Regions from separate parts of the Rattus norvegicus genome. Here region 1 is linked to region 2. A link is a contact called in public Hi-C data. All regions are on one chromosome and are shown on one strand. The core of a region is the stretch at or near the end of the contact, and the rest is flanking DNA. Distances in the headings are between cores, read along the strand shown.

Region 1 (3,578 bases), core at 780-3,279, 77 kb after region 2:
AAATAAGTGAACGTTGAAGGTTGCATTGACATGATAGATGCTAAGTCCTGGGTACAGATGGAAAACACGCTTGATTCTTACTAATATGAAACAAACAAACAAGCAAATCAAAGAACAATAAAAACCACCCCCATGTTATATCACAGGGCCGCATGAATGTGAGGAGCAGAAAAAAAAAAAAAAAACGAACAGGGTCTCTCTGCGCTAAGGAATTGTTCGCCCCCTGCTGGCCAGTCTTGGAATTGTTCTGCTTGAAGAAAAAGCATGGTAGGAATAAGAAAACATTCAGTTAAGTTGTTCCTGTTACTAAAAGGTAAATATTTTCACCCACCAAAAATGTTCCGTGTATAAATATCAGATTCCTCACCCGTCCCTGAAATCACTCACTCATTCATTCCTTTGTTTATTAAAATGGACCCACCAGTCTTTACTTAACTCTATGTATTATGACACTGCTGATGGACTTACTGCCTCAGAGGAGTGCAGACACACACGTCATGAAATCAATGTTGCGGAATTATGAGTGTGATAGAAGACAACTCGATTCCAGAGCATAGGAATTGGGAAGATGGAATATTCCATATTTCAAGGACATCCATTAAGCTCAGAAAGTAAAAACTGAAAGGCTTCAGGAAGTCCCCGAAACTGAGCAGATACATCAGTCCCCTTCTTCCTTAAACATACATAAGCAATAAGGGCTGCTGAGAGACACGGAGACAGACCAGCTGAGCCTCCTGGAAGACCAGAGGCCAGCCAAGCTGCCAATACAAGACAGAGACAGTAACCTGTTGTGAATGAAGGAGTGACAAGTCCCATAGGTCTGTAATTAGCAAATCTATCCCTACCCTTAGAATTTAAAATTCTTTAAAAGCATGTGTGTTTCTATGTAATTTTATCCTATGCATAGATCTGATAAATACCAATACAGCCAGGGTGGAGAATTATCCTATTCCCACAAGTTTTCAGGCTCCCCCTATTCAAACCCACCTCCTTCTTCCACCAGTCCTAAATCCTGGAAACCAGCAGTATTGTCTGGTGCGTTCTTGGGGAGACACTACCTAATGTCTACTCACTCCAGATAGGGAACCAATAGCAGACTAAGTACAGGAACCCCTGAAGTTCAATTAGACGAACCAATGAGTTTTACAATGAGTTTTATAGTTGCAGAAATGACTCAAAGACCACCATATCACCAAAGCCCACCTCAGTATTGATGACAACTCACAAAAGCTGGGAACCTGGAGCAGACGCACAGCAGCTGATCTGTCTCGGTCTCTCAGCAGTCCTTACTGGTTACGTCTGTTTAAGAAAGAAGGGGCCTGGTGAATCTGGTCAGTTTCAGGAACTTCCTGAAGACTGAGTTTTTGCCACCTGAGCTTAATGAACATCCTTGAACGACGGACTATTTCATTCTCTCTTACCACATCTTATTGCCTCAGCTTTCTACCATGCTGCATGTAAACTGTTAGACAACAGTTAGTCATCCAGACAACAGTTAGACATCTCTGGATGACCTGTGATGCAGAAACATGTAAAAACCAGCCTTCGTGCCAGTGCAGGAAATTCAGTTATCATTTGCTTGCAGCCTCTGTCAGGATTAGTTGGATGTGTTTCTGTGGGCTCACGTTAGACTATCTATTCTGTCCCCTCAGTCTATCCTACCTTGGATACTGTCCCTTTGTGTTTAGTCTTAAGATCAGGGAGAGTAAATTCTCCCTGTTTCTTTATTTTTATGTTTGTTTTGGGTGCCTTAGTTTTGTTGATCTCTTCAAATTCCAAGACACTCATGACTTTCTCAAGGCACACATCCTGCTGAGTTTTGACAGTAAAGGGGACAGAGAAGGGCCACTCTAAGCTCTATACTGTAAGAGCACGCTTGTACTTCATACGTTGAAAAGGATAGGGGCCCTTGATTCTCTGAGTCATGAGAGCCTATTTGTATTTTCTACCGTGTGAAGGAACCTGGACGTGCATACTGTAAGCTGCCCAGCAAGTCCATGTTGTTAACTGACTGGAGTTAATCTTTAACCTAAAGGTAACTCGGATGATTGGGAAGAATCATTGCTCAGAGGCTAGCCTGGGTGTGTAACACTCCCTGCAGAAGGAAGGATGATAGTGTGAGGGGAACATGCAAGAGGAAATAAGGAGAAACACACCAGCACAACATTTCTTAAAGACAAGGTGGACCGAGTGACCAGAGAGGCAGGACTAAATGTTGTTCTGGTTTCTTATAAAACATGCTACAGGAGGAAGTCATGCTTCTCTGCCAGGTTGAAGTCCTCCGAGGGAAGCACTGATCTTGTCCACTCATTGCCGTCGGACTGATGAACAGCAGGGGTTTCTGCTCTGGTTATAACCGGAACAAGGCAAGATGTCTATGTCCTGTCAACTCTCTGCCGCTTCAAACAGAGTGCTATATGTCCCAGCCGGTGGAATAAAGGAAAAAGGAAGTAAAATAATACAGGTTCAGGAAGGAGAAATGAGACTTTAAGTTTATAGATGTCACAACTGCTTATATACACAAACGCCAGTGAACCTACAAACAAAGTCACTAGAGAAGTGGTTCTCTGCTTGTGGGCCACAGTCCCTGGGGGGAGGGGTCACATATCAAATATTTGCATTAAACTTATAACAGTAGCAAATTGTTACGGGTTGTTATGGTTGGAGGTCACCACTGCCTGGGATGTATATGTCCTATATGGGATATCATTATTAGAAGCGAAGGAGTCGATAGTGTCTCTGTATTAAGTGACTGCAGCATTAGGAAGGTTGAGGACCACTGCTTCAGTGCTACAGAAAGCTTTCAGCAAGGCTTCGGGCTGTGACATTGCACTGATGAAGTGACCTCTCGTGTCCGTTTAGGGAGACGAAGTTGTTACTCAGTTGGTCAGTCTGTGATTACATCTGATCCAGTCTTTCTTTTGTGAGTGTCTGTAGTTTTCAAGGCCCATTTCTCTTTATTATATACCTAAGTTCTCAATTTCTTTTAGCAGTTGTAAGAAGCACTGTGTTTGAAATATTGGTTTCAAAGTGGCCATTACTGGCATACAGAATTAATATTATGTTCTGTAAAATTGTCTGATATCCCACAACTTTGCTAAACTCATATTGGCTCTAGTCTTAGGGTGATTTTTAAATCCCTCTGGTGTTTTCACATAGACATCTCCTGTGCCATTTGCAAGAAAGAGAACGTTCTTCCTCGTTCTCTGATGTCTGTGGCCTTGTTTCTTGACTTGATGCACTGAACTGACCATGACACATGGTGCTATGCAGCTGAGATTGTACACCAACCCCTGATTTTGCTCCCAGCAAGGACACATGACATTTCATCAGAAACTGTGTTTTCTTAAGTGGTAAGGACGACAATATTCTCTCAATTGCTGGATTGACCATATAGCTCCATGGTAGAGCCTTCTCCTTGATATATAGACCTAGGATCACACACACACACAGACACACACAGACACACAGACACACAGACACACAGACACACACACACAGACACACACACAGACACACACAGAAAGACACACACAGACACACACAGACACACACACAGACACACACATACAGACACA
Region 2 (3,564 bases), core at 714-3,213:
TATAGGGGGCAGCCTTATTCCTTAATGGTCCCTGGTTGTCCCCAGATGCTTGAGACATTGTAAACTTGCAGATAGCATTGACTTTTCCATTGAGGACAGCATAAATGTCATTGATTGCTTTGGGTTGCCAACAATACACTTACTCCATTTTTCTTTCAGACTCAAGGCCACTTTGGAAAGTGTCTGTTGAGTGCTTTTAGAAAATTTGACGTGTATTTGGCCAGATTCAATGGAGCAAAACTTTGGCCTTTAATCTGGTTTCTGGAAACATTCTAATTAAAAATCAGAACCAAGTTTGGGGTAAAAAAGTATGTTTGACTATGAAATGGTGAACCTGCTTCTTGTGGGTGCTTGGTAAGCTGACTCAGTGGTGATGAGAATAAAAAAATAAACTAAAGATTGCTTTTGGGGTGCCTTTTTCTCCCACTGTTAACCATTGGTTCTACTAACCTTATATTCCATGTGTGGCTTGAGGACCTATATGCAGATCCTTCTCTCTACTGTTGATCCAACATGATCTTCATGTTTTTATACATATGACATTCAAAGTGTTGAAAGTTTCATTATTGAATGTCTGAATGAAGTCAGTATAAATTGAAAGCCTCCACATTGTTTTAATCTCTCTCTCTCTCTGTCTCTGTCTCTGTCTCTCTCTCTCTCTCTGTGTGTGTGTGTGTGTGTGTTCGTGTTTGCATCTGCACATGTGCATGAAAGTGCAGATCAAAGCTACTGTTGGTTGTCAGTCTTCTGAAGCACAGCTCACCCTTTTCTGAGACCCTTTCTCACTACCCTTGAACTTAGCAAGCAGGCTAGGCTGGCTGGCTGGCCAACCCTGGGATCCATCTGCCTCTGCCTCCCAGATTTGAGATTACAAGCTCAGGCTACAGGGTTTTTGGAGTCTGGGATTTGCACTCAATCCCTTGTACTTGCTAGTGCAAAACTTTGCCTGCCGATTGCTCTCCCCAGTCCGTGCTGACAGTTTTAAAGGGGACAAACCCGATTTCCACCTGTTAAGCATCTATTTTTCACATGGGAAGGTGATGCATGTAAACAAAGCAAGTAAAAGACGACTCGTGAATATTTGATTTTTTTCTTAGTCACTGTGTTTGGTCACAACGCTTCTGCTTTTGGGTTCTGGGAGGCGTGGTTTTGCGGATGGGAAGGAGCGTGAGAAAGCTGAAGAATCAAAGGTGAAACAAAACCCATCAAGAGCCGACTGCTCACATTCTGCTTCAGAAATAAAGCGCATCAAATAGAGTCAGAGTTCTTGATACTGCTCATCAATTAAAGCGCCGACCTCAGAGGAGGAAGACACAGACACCCGGAAGCTCCCGGAAATCTAAAATAGCTAATAAGCAAATATATTAGGATAGTAAACCCGGACACCACACATCCCCTATGTGTGTTTGTGCAAACCATCAGTGTTGTGTAAACCCTGTGTCCCACATTTAGCAGCTCCAGGCAGAGAATTTTTGTTTGCACTAGTGGGAGAAAGAGAAAGTCACCTCTCCATGCCCCCGTTGCATTTCACCGGTGAAACGCACGCAGGTCTGCTCTGGGACACCAGGTCTCCTGCCTTAGGGACCTGGGTGGTGGGGAGCGCTGCATTCTCTTCTGGCTCTATTCCGGGTCTCCATGATCTCATGGCCTCTACAGACCACACAGTGATTCCAGTCCAGCCCTCGCTGGGCCACGCGGGGCGATTCCTGCAAGGGTTCGTAGGGTGCCACGATCGCCGGCGGGGACAGGGTTTGGGGTGGAAGTTAAAGACACGCCCACGTCAGGGACCCAAAATAGCCCACGCGCCCAGGGCCCGAAATCAGACAGGAAGCCAAATAACCGGGGCGTTGAGCGGCTCGGGCCAGAGCGCCGGCCGAGGGCTGGGAGCCAAGGGTCCGACGGGGGCGGCGCGGGGCGGGGCGGGGCTGCGAGCCTATTAAAGCTCGGCCGGCGGGGGCAGAGCGGGGCGATGGAGCGCGACGGCGAACAGGCAGGGCAAGGGCCCCGGCATGGGCCAGCGGGAAACGGCCGCGAGCTGGAGTCTCCAGCCGCCGCTTCGCTGCTGGCGCCCATGGACCTAGGGGAGGAGCCGCTGGAGAAGGCGGAGCGTGCGCGCACCGCCAAAGACCCCAACACCTACAAAGTGCTGTCGCTGGTAGGTCGGTGCTCGCCGCGACCCCCGGGAGGGGGCCGGGATAGAAGAGAACACGGGCAGCACCCGGCACCAGAGAGCGTGGGCTCCTCCTGCGCCAGTACGAGGTGATCTGCAGGGTCCTTACCCCTCGCCCAGTAGGAGCGGGCTGCTATAATAGTCACCTTGAAATACCGTCCTCTTCCCTCAGAGAAGACAGGGAAGACAGGATATTTAGAGGCGGAAACGAATGAACAGCTAGTCTTGGGGTAACACAGCGATGTTTGTAGCCTTTTAGGTGGCCTGGCTCGGTGCAGGTGGTGCTCGTGGCTTTAGATGAATTCATTCCCGTTGAAAGGTTCGCCACTGCTTTTAAAAGTATCAGGAACTTTAGAAAACACCCTCGTTTGGCTCTGTCGTGGTGTTTCCTGGCAGTTGTTTAGAAGCCCCATCGATATTCATGTTTATGTGACTGGGAAGAGGCCTGGGATTCAGTGCCGGCTCTTTTAACCACAGACAGCGCTGTTTGTGTTGCCGGGCACAGCTGCTGGCTATGTCCCTCTACTATTCTGTTAGGACAGTTGCAGGATCCACAGCCACCTTTTGGAAACAGGACAGCGATTTTCACTCCGGATCTTCCTTGGGTCAGAAAGGCTGCGTCCTGTGATGCTCGTTCTAAGTTTTGGTGGGGACTTCCATTATTCTTCCTGAGCTCAGTTTGTTGTGGTGAGATGAGAGCTCATAGCATGGTTTCAAAGGTACTGGAAGCGGGAAATAAATTCAGAACTGAAGGAAGATGTAGTTATCTTATAGTATGTGCAAACTACAGCTTTCTGTGGATAGCACACCTCAAAACATATAGTTACACATTATGGCCTTTGCACTGTTTTGTTGAAAATCTTCTTTCCGATGTTTAAAGTCTCCCTTTTGACATCATTTTCATTTCCACTGTTCTTAAGGTTCTATGCAGACACCATAGCACTTTGAGAACCAGAATTCCTAGACTTGAGAGATGGTGTCATATCCTTAGTTTTTTAAAAATAAGTCTGAGGTTCAAAGAAGAAGTCTCTCAAACCACAGGCTGCTGTATCCCAGGGTATAATTTTGTATCATATGTCACTCATACGATATTGATGGGCACTTATTTAGTTTGAGCCTAGAAAGTCTTTTTGGGGTGTGTGTGTGTGTGTGTGTGTGTGTGTGTTTAATGGAAGATCGCAGGGCGTTACAGGACTACTTAAATTACAGAGTATCAGTACCCTGAGCTACTATGAGATACTCAATAAAGACACACTGAGTATTTATGAAATTACAAGACATGTTTATAAACTTCCTATAAGTCTTTCAAGGGTTCCCAGCTATTGAATTCCGTTTTGCTTACTTGCTTATAGGCCCAGAATAGATATCAACACAGGTTCATCTTTAGAACGCAC

Evidence for each region. Hi-C and Micro-C count contacts between places; a contact is called where the count stands out from the background.
Region 1: a contact with region 2 is called in a Hi-C map of kidney, with 2.7 times the contacts expected there. The contact joins the enhancer-like site here to the promoter of Enpp1 in region 2. A contact is called at or near these places in 7 of 12 Hi-C or Micro-C datasets (the A7r5 cell line, Schwann cells, frontal cortex and 3 more).

What each region holds. Positions count from the first base shown.
Region 1 is chr1:22,593,437-22,597,014 of GRCr8, forward strand. No RefSeq gene overlaps it. Among named protein-coding and RNA genes, the nearest start is that of Ccn2, 29 kb to the right of the region's middle. Within about 2 kb of position 2,030, at least 3 of the 93 cell types and tissues checked have an H3K27ac peak or open chromatin away from gene starts, as enhancers often do. A contact at or near this core is called in kidney, where this site is marked.
Region 2 is chr1:22,516,106-22,519,669 of GRCr8, forward strand. Enpp1 (ectonucleotide pyrophosphatase/phosphodiesterase 1) reads left to right here and starts at 1,964. Exons shown (of 25, transcript NM_053535.2): 1 at 1,964-2,155. The coding sequence starts at 1,970.